Linked DNA regions of Sus scrofa: all the other regions are linked to region 1. A link is a contact called in public Hi-C data. All regions are on one chromosome and are shown on one strand. The core of a region is the stretch at or near the end of the contact, and the rest is flanking DNA. Distances in the headings are between cores, read along the strand shown.

Region 1 (3,400 bases), core at 537-3,036:
CACTGTGTGTGATGTGTAGTTTGTTTCTGAGCTCTTACTGCTAGAAGAACTGTTCCGACAGCGATATGGAGGGTGTAGTGATGGGGAAGGTTCTAGGCACCAGGCATGTGGCAATATTCTCCACACATATGATGATGACCTAGGGTGCTACCATCTTCAAACTGACCCCTGCCCGTCTCCATCCAAGCCCAAGAAGTAGAGTGCTGGTCTTTGGCGTCACCGTGTGGTAAGTTTCCACACTGCAGCAACAGGCTTCTCAAAAAACCCCCGCCAAACTCCAAGGAGTGCCCACTTATCATGAATGGAGAGTCACTGGAGTGTGCAGTGCACAACCTGTTCAGCCTTATGCAATGGCCTTCCTCACACTCAGACCTGGTTGCAGATCATGGTCACTGGGAAGCTGGAGCCTCTGTGTAAATGCTCCCTGACCCTCCACTTCTCAGTCCTCTCAGCCTTTGCCCTGTTCTGGATGTGTTGGACACAGATGATTCCCCTCCTCTCTGAAACTCCCTCTGGTTTCTCTGGTGGCTCCTCTTGGATTTCTAGCTGCTTCTCTGGCTGTACCTCTTCACATCCCTTGGTGGCTCCTCAGGGTGCTGGGCCCCTTTCACCCTTGATACTTTTCTCCAAGCCATCCTGACAACTTCCAGGGCCTCATTTCTGTTTCCACAGTGATGCCTTGAATCTTGACCCCCCATCTCTTGTGCTGTCTTCCCCCTTAAGATGACTCTTGGGCACCCCAAATGCACTGTATAAAGTCGACCCCCTCTCTTCTCCTCAGAACTGCTCTCCCTCCCGGGTTCTTATGTTAGTCTTGGTGGCTTTTCCGCTGACACCTCATTGCTCATCAATCTTTCCTGTCCTCCCCGCCCCTGCTGCCCTACCCTTGGCCAGGGCACCATCTGCACCTCCTTGCTGGCCTCTTAGTGTCTATTCTTGGTTTCGCCTGGCTAGATCCATTCTCCACAGGGCGGCTGGATCTCTTATGCATATCAGACCCTGTCCCCTCTCACTTCCCTGCTGGCCCTTCATCTCTGGCCATTTCCTCCCCATGAGATCCTAGCTCCAGCCAGATTGAATTTTTTGGTTCCCTGAATACACCCTGCCTTCCCACACCCCCATGTCTTTGCACAGGCTGTTCTATGCATCTTTATCCTCTTTCCTTCACTTGGCTAACTTGTGCCTATCCCGGTTTATTCTCTGGGATACCTTCCCTGGACCCCAGGCCAGATCAGTAACCTCTTCTTCACTTTCAAAAGTGCTTCTCCCATCACAGCCCTTGTCTGGTGCCCCTCCAGAAAGGGCCACCTGCTCCTCCCCAGGGCTCCACATACCAAGGCCAGATTGAAGTCAAGTCACTTGACACTGTGCCTGATTCCCATACCCAGGGGTCAGAGATCTCAAAAGTCATCAAGTTGCATAGAGAAAGACCATGCCTGAGGCCAGTGAACAGGTAGCCAGGCTGGGATGGGAACCAAGACTCTTACCTTCTCTTCCAGGGCTTCCTTGCTCCCCTGGATGCTGTTGCAAGTTGAGTCATGATCCTTGAAGGCCAGAAGGACTTGGACCAGAAGAGAGTTGCTAGGCTCTCAGCCTAGGGAGAAGGTAGCCATCAGCCTAGGCCCAGGGAGCTGGCAAAGGCTGTCCCAGGAAGCAGACCAGCATGCAGGGGGCTCCAGGCCCACCCATCTGATGAAAGGGTTTAATGAGAGTCCTTTCTCCCACAGAGTTGAGCAGTGGGAGTGTGGCCTGGATGTCAGACCGGGAGGGCCCAAATTCCTAAAGGGCAATGGTGGCAGCTGTTAGGTCCCTGGGTTAATTATCTCCAGTGTCACTCAGAAGAGAATGTGCTGAGGTGGGACCTCCCCCGCCTGGCTTTGGCTTCTCAGGGCAGGGATCTTTCCAGGACTCTTCTTGCTCCCCACCGGGCTGGAGTCTGAAGATCAGCTTGGTATTCCCTCAGGCCTCAGCTCTCTCACCCTACTTCGGCCAACAAGGGACTCCTGAGACTTCTTCGTAGGGTCCCACCATTGAAAGTTCGCTCTTGCTGTGCCCCCTGCCTGCTCCATGGCTGGGCCCAGCTGCTCAGTGAGCTCGGTAAATACTGCTGAATTGAACTGCTCTGTAAATAAACATGAAGTGCTAAATCGGCTGCCTGGCACTTAGGAGATGCACCTCCCCAGAATTTGCTAAGCAAACAAATAACCCCACATAGGGGAAGAGAAAGGACCCATCCCGTCTTTTCTTGTGCTTCTGTTTCCCAAACTGAGCTCCATTCATTTCTTCCAAGCAGCCCCGCTCATCTGATCCAGGCCTCTGCCTGAAATTTAGCCTGATGGTTAATGTGTCTGCCCTAGATGTCAAGAAGCCTTCTAGCATCCTCACAGTGGCTCACATCCCTGAATCTTCTTGTCATTTGGCACAAATGTGATGACTTGCTCAATGGCTGTGAGCTCTGTAGGAACAGGGCCCTAAGTACTCCACAGCCAGTGCCCAGCATGGGAACTTGATGATAAATATCTGTTGCATTAGGAATGACTGCAGGCCTTGGAACACTGGGATATTTCTTCTTCTGAAGCTGCCTGGATAATTTGTGGAGTGGGTTGGTTGGTGCCATCTCCATCATTCATTCCAATTTGCCCAAATGCACAGGCCCTCACTTGAGCTCTGTCTGGCTCCTTGCTATTTCTCTAGTCTTTCTCAGTGTTGTTTTTTCTCCTTGAATTTCCACAAGAGCAGAAAAGCTTGACAGTTTCACACTAAAGCTGAGCACTTTCTCTAGGCTTCCTACTGGCTTGTTTCCTGGAATCTGCTTTCCATCTCTCTTGGCTTATAAAGCAGTGACTCATTTATTGAGCCAGGAGTCTCTTCTCTGCATGAATTTCTTTCTTGTAGGAAATGCGAAAGGAGCAGGTGACATCATCTTTCATCCCCATCTCTTGGCCCTGGCTTATTAAAATCTAAAACCCCAGCTTTGTTGTATCATGAGAGGTGGTGGAACTGCTGGTTCTCCCCTCAACACAGGCAGTCCTCCTTAAACTAGGGCTCTTGAATCCCCAGGGGCTCATCTTAAGGAATTTTCAGATCCCCAACCTCCAGACCCCACAAGGGCACAGAATTACATCTGTTTCCTTGCTAAGCTTCCACATAATGACAACCTCTGGCTCTCCTTGGAAATCTAGAAAACTATATATAGGAATAGATTTAACGCACTTTCAAGATGCCAAGGCTTCTCATGCTTCTTAGGCACCAGAAATCACACATATGCATAATTTCTAATTTGTGATAACTTAAAAAATTTTCAAACGCAAATGCCAGAGCCTGTGGGCTGCACATCAGCTGTCCTGGGCAGAAGTCTTCACGTTGAACTGACGGGGAATCATATACACATCATCCACAC
Region 2 (3,400 bases), core at 347-2,846, 120 kb before region 1:
AATGTCCCACTCAGGCCCTTTTCCATCAGGCCCAGGCCTGGGGAAGGCACACTGTAGTTATTTCCTGCCACTTGGAGGTCAGGCCAAGGGCAAGGACTGCAGAGGGTGAAGTTTGGGTACCCTAGGCATGGTCTAACCCTTGGAGATCTGCCCTGTCACCCTACCCCACAGAGGCTGCCCCCTGTACCCCATCCTTACCCCGCTTCTGCACTAGCAGTCTCAGTGGCGGGGGCCCACTGGCCAGGGCCCGGTGCAGGCTGTCGTCGTTGGTGAGGGGCAGTAGGTCGCCGTGAGCATCCGTATAGCCAAGCAGCACGTCCAGGCCCGGGATCTGGTGTACCGCACGCAGCAACCGAGAGAACTCTTGGAAGCCGCTCACCGAAGCGCGAGGTAGCGCGAAGCGTCGGAACTCGGCATCAAACTGGAGGCGGGGGTAGGAGGTCGGGGGAGGAGGAGGGGTTAGGACAGAGTCCGTGCCCTTTCTCACCACAGGTCCGAGGGTAGTAGGGGTGGGAAAGACAGGGCTTCACAACAGCTGCAGACTTGCACCCAGACCTCTGCTCCAGTGCAAGGGACGCTGTCCAAGGTCTTCTCCTCGCCCTCCAGGTACCCAGGCCAGAGGGACTCTAGAAGCCGGCAGTGGAAAGGAGGAGGTGGGATGGGGGGAAGCGAAAAGGAAAACCAGAGAATGGGACGTGGAGGATGGAGGAGAGAAAAAGGTGGTGGGGACCAAGGAGTCAGGGAGGGGAGAGTGAGGGTTGGAAGCGCCTAGGGCCGGAGCCAGAGCTGGGGCTGGAGGGGTCCTTACTTTGCTCTTCACCTCGACGATGCTGTCAGGACTGCGTGCCGGAGTCCTCTGCGGCCTGGCCATCGTGGGACCGGGAGGGCCAGGGACGGTGCCCTAGGCGGCCCGCCGAAGCGCAGGTGCACAGCCTGCGGGGCCGGCTGGCCCGCGCAGCCCCGCCCCTGGCGGTAGCACTCGCCCCGCCCTCCTATCCGGGCCGTGACGTCAAGGGGGCAGCGACGAAGAGTGGAACGCGGAGTCCACGTTTCCTAGGAAACGGAGCTGGAGGGGTGGAGAGTCTCACGTCCTCTTACGTCACTACGTTACGGTCGTCAAGTCCCGGGAGCCTCGGGGGAGGGGCTTGGCCAAGCCGAGGGGAGAGTTGGGGAAGTGGTATTTATTGAGCGCTGTACGCTGTTATTTCCATTGGCCTTACAAGGCTGTGTATGTTGTAGATGAGGGAACTGGGTCATAATATAAATATCTGCTGAGTTCTTTGGGGTCACAGGCATTGAAGTGACTCCGAGCTAACTCGCTCGGACCACCCTTGGCTGCAGCCTCAGGCCCTAGATTCCTCCCTCTCCATACATGCCAGCCTTTGCGCCTTCCTGCTCAATGCCACAGGAGTTCTGAAGAACGGCCCAAACGCGGACCGTTGCTCGGAGAGTTGCTCAAGTAAGAGCAAGCACGTCAGCAGCCATTTGATTCAATGGGAGTGCACACAAACTCCCAACTAGGACGCGCATGTGCGCACGCGCGGGCATGCTCATGGGCAGGGCCTAGGTTTCGGGTTCCGCCCAGCGCTCCTGCACTTCCTCTTCCGACTAGAGGCGGGGCCGCGGCGCTAGCGGGAAATCCGGGCTAGAGGTAATCCGCTGGCTGCCGCGGCGGGAATGGCCCGCTTGGGGAACCTCGTCCTGCGACCCTGGATTCGAGAGCTAATTCTGGGGTCAGAGGCACTTTCAAGCCCGCGGGCGGGGCAGCTGCTCAAGGTGAGAACCCCGCTACCTTTTTCAGGGCCCGGAGGGCGGGGTCCCAGGGCGGTGGGCTTGATGCTTTATCACCGCGGTCAGGTACTGCAGGAGGCCGAAACCCCGGGCCCGTCCCGCGCCTCCGACACGTCTCACGTCGACACCGCGCTGCTTGTGTCCGATGGGACCCACAGTATCCGATGTCTGGTGACGCGAGAAGCCCTGAACGCCTCGGACTGGTGAGAGGGGCTCCGCGGGGCTTGGAGATAGTGGAGGCCAACGGGAGAGCTCAAGGTTTGAGCTGGAGGTGGGCGGGCCCCAGGCGGGCTGGGCTGTGTTCACGCAGGCTCGGCACTGAGGGTCCCCTGCCGCAGGGAGGAGAAGGAGTTCGGTTTTCAAGGGGCAGAAGGTCGGCTGCTGCTGCTGCGGGACTGCGGGGTTCGCGTCCAAGTCGCCGAGGGAGGCGCGGTGAGTGGTGAGCCTGGCCTGGGTGGGTTACTGGGCCTGACTTTCTAACAACTCCTGAGACCTGTCCCTGAACTCCAGCCCGCAGAGTTCTACCTCCAGGTGGACCGCTTCAGCTTGTTGCCCACAGAGCAGCCCCGGGAACAGGTGATTGGTTGGTAAGTGATGCCTCCACCCTCCACCTGTTCTCCTCACCCAGGCCTGGCTTTTGGGGTGTGAGGGCTTGGGCCCCTAGTAACACTGACTGTCTACCACTCCTCTCCCAGCAACCAGGATCCAGATGTGCAGAAAAAGCTTTATGACTGCTTGCAGTGAGTCTGGGGTTGGGCTTTTCCGTTCGGCTTTTATTCGGGGCTTGGTCACTTTTCTGACTGAGCCTGCTCAGTCAGGGGATGGCAGATTTGTGCAGATAGGCCTCAGGTGTCTCCTGTGTTTCTCTAGGGAGCACCTTTCAGAGTCTACCTCTCCCAGTGCAGGTATGTATAGGGGTTGGCGGGCTGCCCGAACTCCTGGTAGAGTGATCTCTCCAGTCATCACACACACACACACACCCTACTTTCTTAATAAGTCCTCCTTCTTATCTCCCACCCTACCCTTCCTCTTTGAGTTTCAGCCCATCTCCTGGTCCCCTGCCCCCAGGCATTTCACTGTCCCAACTTCTGGATGAGGTAGAGGAGGACCAGGAGCATCGTGGGGCACTAGTGCAACTGGCTGAGAGCTGTCTGATGCTGGCAGGCCCTTGCACGGCAGCCCCCCTCACCCGCTGGGCTGCCTCCCGCTGCAAGGCCACGGTCGGTCTGGGGCTTCACTTGGGAGGTGTCAGGGTGGGGACTTGGGCAAGGGCCAAACTGAAAGTTCACATCCCACAGGGAGAAGCTGTGTACACCATCCCCAGCCTGTGGCTGCGCATCTCTGAGAATGAGCAGCGGATCCTGAGCTGTCTGGGCCCAGGTCAGAGGGCACAGGGTAAGCAGGACTGGAGAGGTCAAGAGCGGAGTACCTGTGCCCAGTGCCCACAGTGCTGATAAGCCTCCCCTGACTCCCAGGCCCTGAGCTACCCCCGCCACACCCAGCTCTGCAGGACCTGTCTCTGGCCCTGATCTCCTCTCCTCCTTCCTCACCCTGTTCCTCAGGTAAGGTGGTGCTTAGCTCTTCCTTTCGCTGTGAGCCACCAATCAGG
Region 3 (3,400 bases), core at 494-2,993, 99 kb before region 1:
ACTCTAAATGTAATAGTTTTAAACCAACTATAATGGAAAAAGTAAAAACCATTAAAAAAAAAAAAATTAAAAAAATAGGAGTTCCCGTCACGGCACGGCAGAAACAAATCTGACTAGGAACCATGAGGTATCAGGTTCGATCCCTAGCCTCACTCAGTGGGTTAAGGATCCAGTGTTGCTGTGAACTGTGGTGTAGGTCGAAGAGGCTGCTCGGATCTGATGTTGTGGCCAGCAGTTATACTCCAACTGGACCCCTAGCCTGGTAACCGCCATACACTGTGTGGCCCTAAATAAATAAATAAATAAATAAATAAAATTAAATTAAAAAAATAAATGTAACAGTTTGCATCTACTAAACTCAAACTCCTAGTCCATCCCACTCCCTCCTCCCACAAAGTGGGTTTTTTTATTTATTTATATATTTTTTTCTACTGTACAGCATGGTGACCCAGTTATACATATATGTATACATTCCACAAAGTATTTTAATTTGAAAATGAAACAAAATGTTCTTTCCTCCTATGATACAAGGATAAAGCAGGACACTAAGCCTGAGACAGACCCCTTGAGACTGGTGAAAGGTATGCATTTGTACAAAGTTCTTTTTTGTGTGTGTGACTTTCTTGCTTTTTCTAGGGCTGCTCCCGTGGCATATGGAGGTTCCCAGGTTAGGGGTCTAATTGGAGCTATAGCTGCTGACCCATGCCAGAGTCACAGCAACACCAGATCCGAGCTGCATCTTCGACCTACACCACAGCTCACAGCAACGCCAGATCCTTAACCCACTGAGCAAGGCTAGGGATCAAACCCGCAACCTCTCGGTTCCTAGTTGGATTTGTTAACCACTGCGCCACAAGAGGAACTCCTGTATGAAGTTCTTAAAGCACTTGTGATGTCCTATCAACTAGGATCAGCATAAGGCCAACTTTTGGGATTTAATTCCCAGCTGTATCAGACCCAAATCGTCATTCTTAGCTCCCTTACCTTTTCTCCAATGCCAACATCACATAAAAGGAGAGGGAACTATAGTAGAAAGAATACTGACCTGGGACAAAGACCACACTGAACCTCAGTTTCCTTGGGTAATCTCTAAAGCACTCCCAATCCACTTACTAGTGATATGAGGATCACAAGGAGTGAGATAATGCCTCTAATTATGCTGTTACTTACATTCTACTACATAATCATAGCTGTTATTAACATTGTTAAATGGAGTTTAACAATTCTCCATTATTTCACTTAGGCTTCATTAAATAAGAGCTATACCTCTCATTTTATGGAAACAGAGAAGCTAAGTGATTTGTAAGGCATAGCTAAATTGCAATTTGGAGTTGTTCTGCTGCCCACACCTGTATGCAGCCAAAGAGCTCTTGTTACTCCTCCCCCATCACCATGGCACAAAATGCACCCTGCTTGCCTTTCTCCAAGAAGCACAGGTTACAAGCACGTTTTCTTTCTCTGGTGCCAAATGTTTAAATTTAGAATCTGTGGATAAACGCCTGATCTTCAGGACAACATGCCTTATTTATCACGTGGCTGAAAGTCTAAGTAGAAATGGGGGGAATGTACTGGCATGTGGCAGTGTGTCAAGAATGACATGCTTTCCTGCTGAACTTATTCAAGCCCCCATTGCCTAAGCTGGCCCAATGCCTAGAAAACTAAACAAATTCAGTCAGAACTGGGGCAAAAAGCACCCACAGGAGGTTAATAGGGTCAAAGGCTTACTGGCTTGGACAGATTTTGGCAAAAAGGCTTGAGAGTAGCAGTAGAATCTGCTGGTCAATTTCTGCTGATGGCCAACAGATAGAAGAACTTTTGGAAGGGAGCAAACATCACTGTATGACCTTTGTCAGTAGTGAGATGGAAATTCTAGACTTTCTGAAATAAAGAACTACTAAGTAAGAGGCCCAGAACAAAAAGTGTGTTCTACAAATCAGCAGTGCAGAAAACAAAAGGAAGAACTGTAGAAATCTACTAGGAACCATCAATAAACTCTGAAGGTGAGAGTATTTGGGTAAAGTACAATTAGCAAGTGAACAAGGCAGTATCATGAAGAAGAAGAGTATGGGACAATATCTATGGTAACAGGTGGCTCTGCAACTCAGAGCAACTACAGGTATCTTCAAGCTCAAGGCTATCTGTGGGTCTCTGCTGGTACTTGAGGCTCTTTGACACTCCTTGGCACTTCCCACTAGCCCACTCAGTTTCTTAGCCAAGCAAAGGTTTCCCACAAAGATTCTCAGTAGAGAGTGATGTGCTTTTATAGAAATTAATTAGGGAGTTCCCACTGTGGCTCAGCAGGTTACAAACTAATAGTCATGAGGATGTGAGTTCAATCCCTGGCCCTGCTCAGTGGCTTAAGGACCCAGCGATGCTGTGAGCTGTGGTACAGGTCAAAGATGAGCCTCGGATTTCGCATCGCTGTGGTGTAGGATGGCAGCTATAAGTTCCAATTCGACCCCTAGCCTGGGAATTTTCATATGCTGTAGATGTGGCCCTAGAAAGAAAAAAAGAAAGAAAAATCAAGCAAAGAGACATTTTAAAACATATTTTTCACTAAAAGAAAAAAAAGAAAAAAAAGGGCAACAAAATAATAAATTGCTCTTATGCTTAGAAGAATACTCCCCCTTGGAAAAGTTAAAGTTCTGAACAGAAAAGTGAAAGCTTTATTAAGATAAACAAAAAATTAAAAAAGAGATCTTATTATAGTTACATATAAAAAACATACTGCTTTCATGAAAAAATTTTATAGTAAAACCAATTAGGTGACAGAAGTTCTCTAATATTAACATTCGGTTTTCAGGAATTTCATTGCCTCCCCACTATTGCTACTAATGAGCGATGCAGAAGACAAAATGATGACTCCTTAGAAATGCATTAGGTATCTCATAAGTGCATTTTCCCAAACAAAATCCCCCAACATCCTTTTCCACAAAAAGCTTAAATCTTTAAGCCTTTTAAGCCATACTGGGTGCCCGTAGCCCAAGTATACACATTATTATTATTATTTTTTTTTGTCTTTTGTCTTTTTGTTGTTGTTATTGTTGCTATTTCTTGGGCTGCTCCCGCGGCATATGGAGGTTCCCAGGCTAGGGGTTGAATCGGAGCTGTAGCCACCGGCCTACGCCAGAGCCACAGCAACACGGGATCCGAGCCGTGTCTGCAACCTACACCACAGCTCACGGCAACGCCGGATCGTTAACCCACTGAGCAAGGGCAGGGACCGAACCCGCAACCTCATGGTTCCTAGTCGGATTCGTTAACCACTGCGCCACGACGGGAACTCCCCAAGTATACACATTATAAAATCTAACCCTGGAACAAGTTTGTATAATCAAATGTGACCCCTACATTACCAATCCTCTTGTTCTCCCCCTCCCTCTTCATGAGCAAATGCATA

The links. A called contact is a pair of places that touch in the nucleus more often than the background predicts.
Region 2: a Hi-C map of skeletal muscle shows a contact between it and region 1, with 4 times the contacts expected there. The contact joins the promoter of ACD here to the promoter of RIPOR1 in region 1. A contact is called at or near these places in 2 of 5 promoter capture datasets (fetal liver and liver), 19 of 47 Hi-C or Micro-C datasets (adipose tissue, embryonic fibroblasts, fibroblasts and 8 more) and 2 of 2 datasets of contacts at active chromatin or transcription factors (alveolar macrophages and skeletal muscle).
Region 3: a contact with region 1 is called in a Hi-C map of liver, with 1.8 times the contacts expected there. The contact joins the enhancer-like site here to the promoter of RIPOR1 in region 1. A contact is called at or near these places in 1 of 5 promoter capture datasets (liver), 18 of 47 Hi-C or Micro-C datasets (adipose tissue, alveolar macrophages, embryonic fibroblasts and 10 more) and 2 of 2 datasets of contacts at active chromatin or transcription factors (alveolar macrophages and skeletal muscle).

What each region holds. Positions count from the first base shown.
Region 1 is chr6:28,154,894-28,158,293 of Sscrofa11.1, reverse strand. It overlaps RIPOR1 (protein FAM65A), which reads right to left and starts at 1,786. Exons shown (of 22, transcript XM_021094059.1): 1 at 1,488-1,786.
Region 2 is chr6:28,278,605-28,282,004 of Sscrofa11.1, reverse strand. ACD (adrenocortical dysplasia protein homolog) reads left to right here and starts at 1,596. Exons shown (of 12, transcript XM_021094094.1): 1 at 1,596-1,776; 2 at 1,858-1,994; 3 at 2,130-2,223; 4 at 2,302-2,378; 5 at 2,487-2,531; 6 at 2,662-2,696; 7 at 2,860-3,011; 8 at 3,090-3,171; 9 at 3,267-3,353. The coding sequence starts at 1,678. It overlaps PARD6A (partitioning defective 6 homolog alpha), which reads right to left and starts at 1,503. Exons shown (of 3, transcript XM_021094099.1): 1 at 809-1,503; 2 at 199-421. The coding sequence starts at 871.
Region 3 is chr6:28,253,629-28,257,028 of Sscrofa11.1, reverse strand. All of the region lies in intron 8 of CTCF (CCCTC-binding factor (zinc finger protein)), which reads right to left. Among named protein-coding and RNA genes, the nearest start is that of CARMIL2, 9.8 kb to the left of the region's middle. Within about 2 kb of position 1,743, at least 1 of the 83 cell types and tissues checked has an H3K27ac peak or open chromatin away from gene starts, as enhancers often do. A contact at or near this core is called in liver, where this site is marked.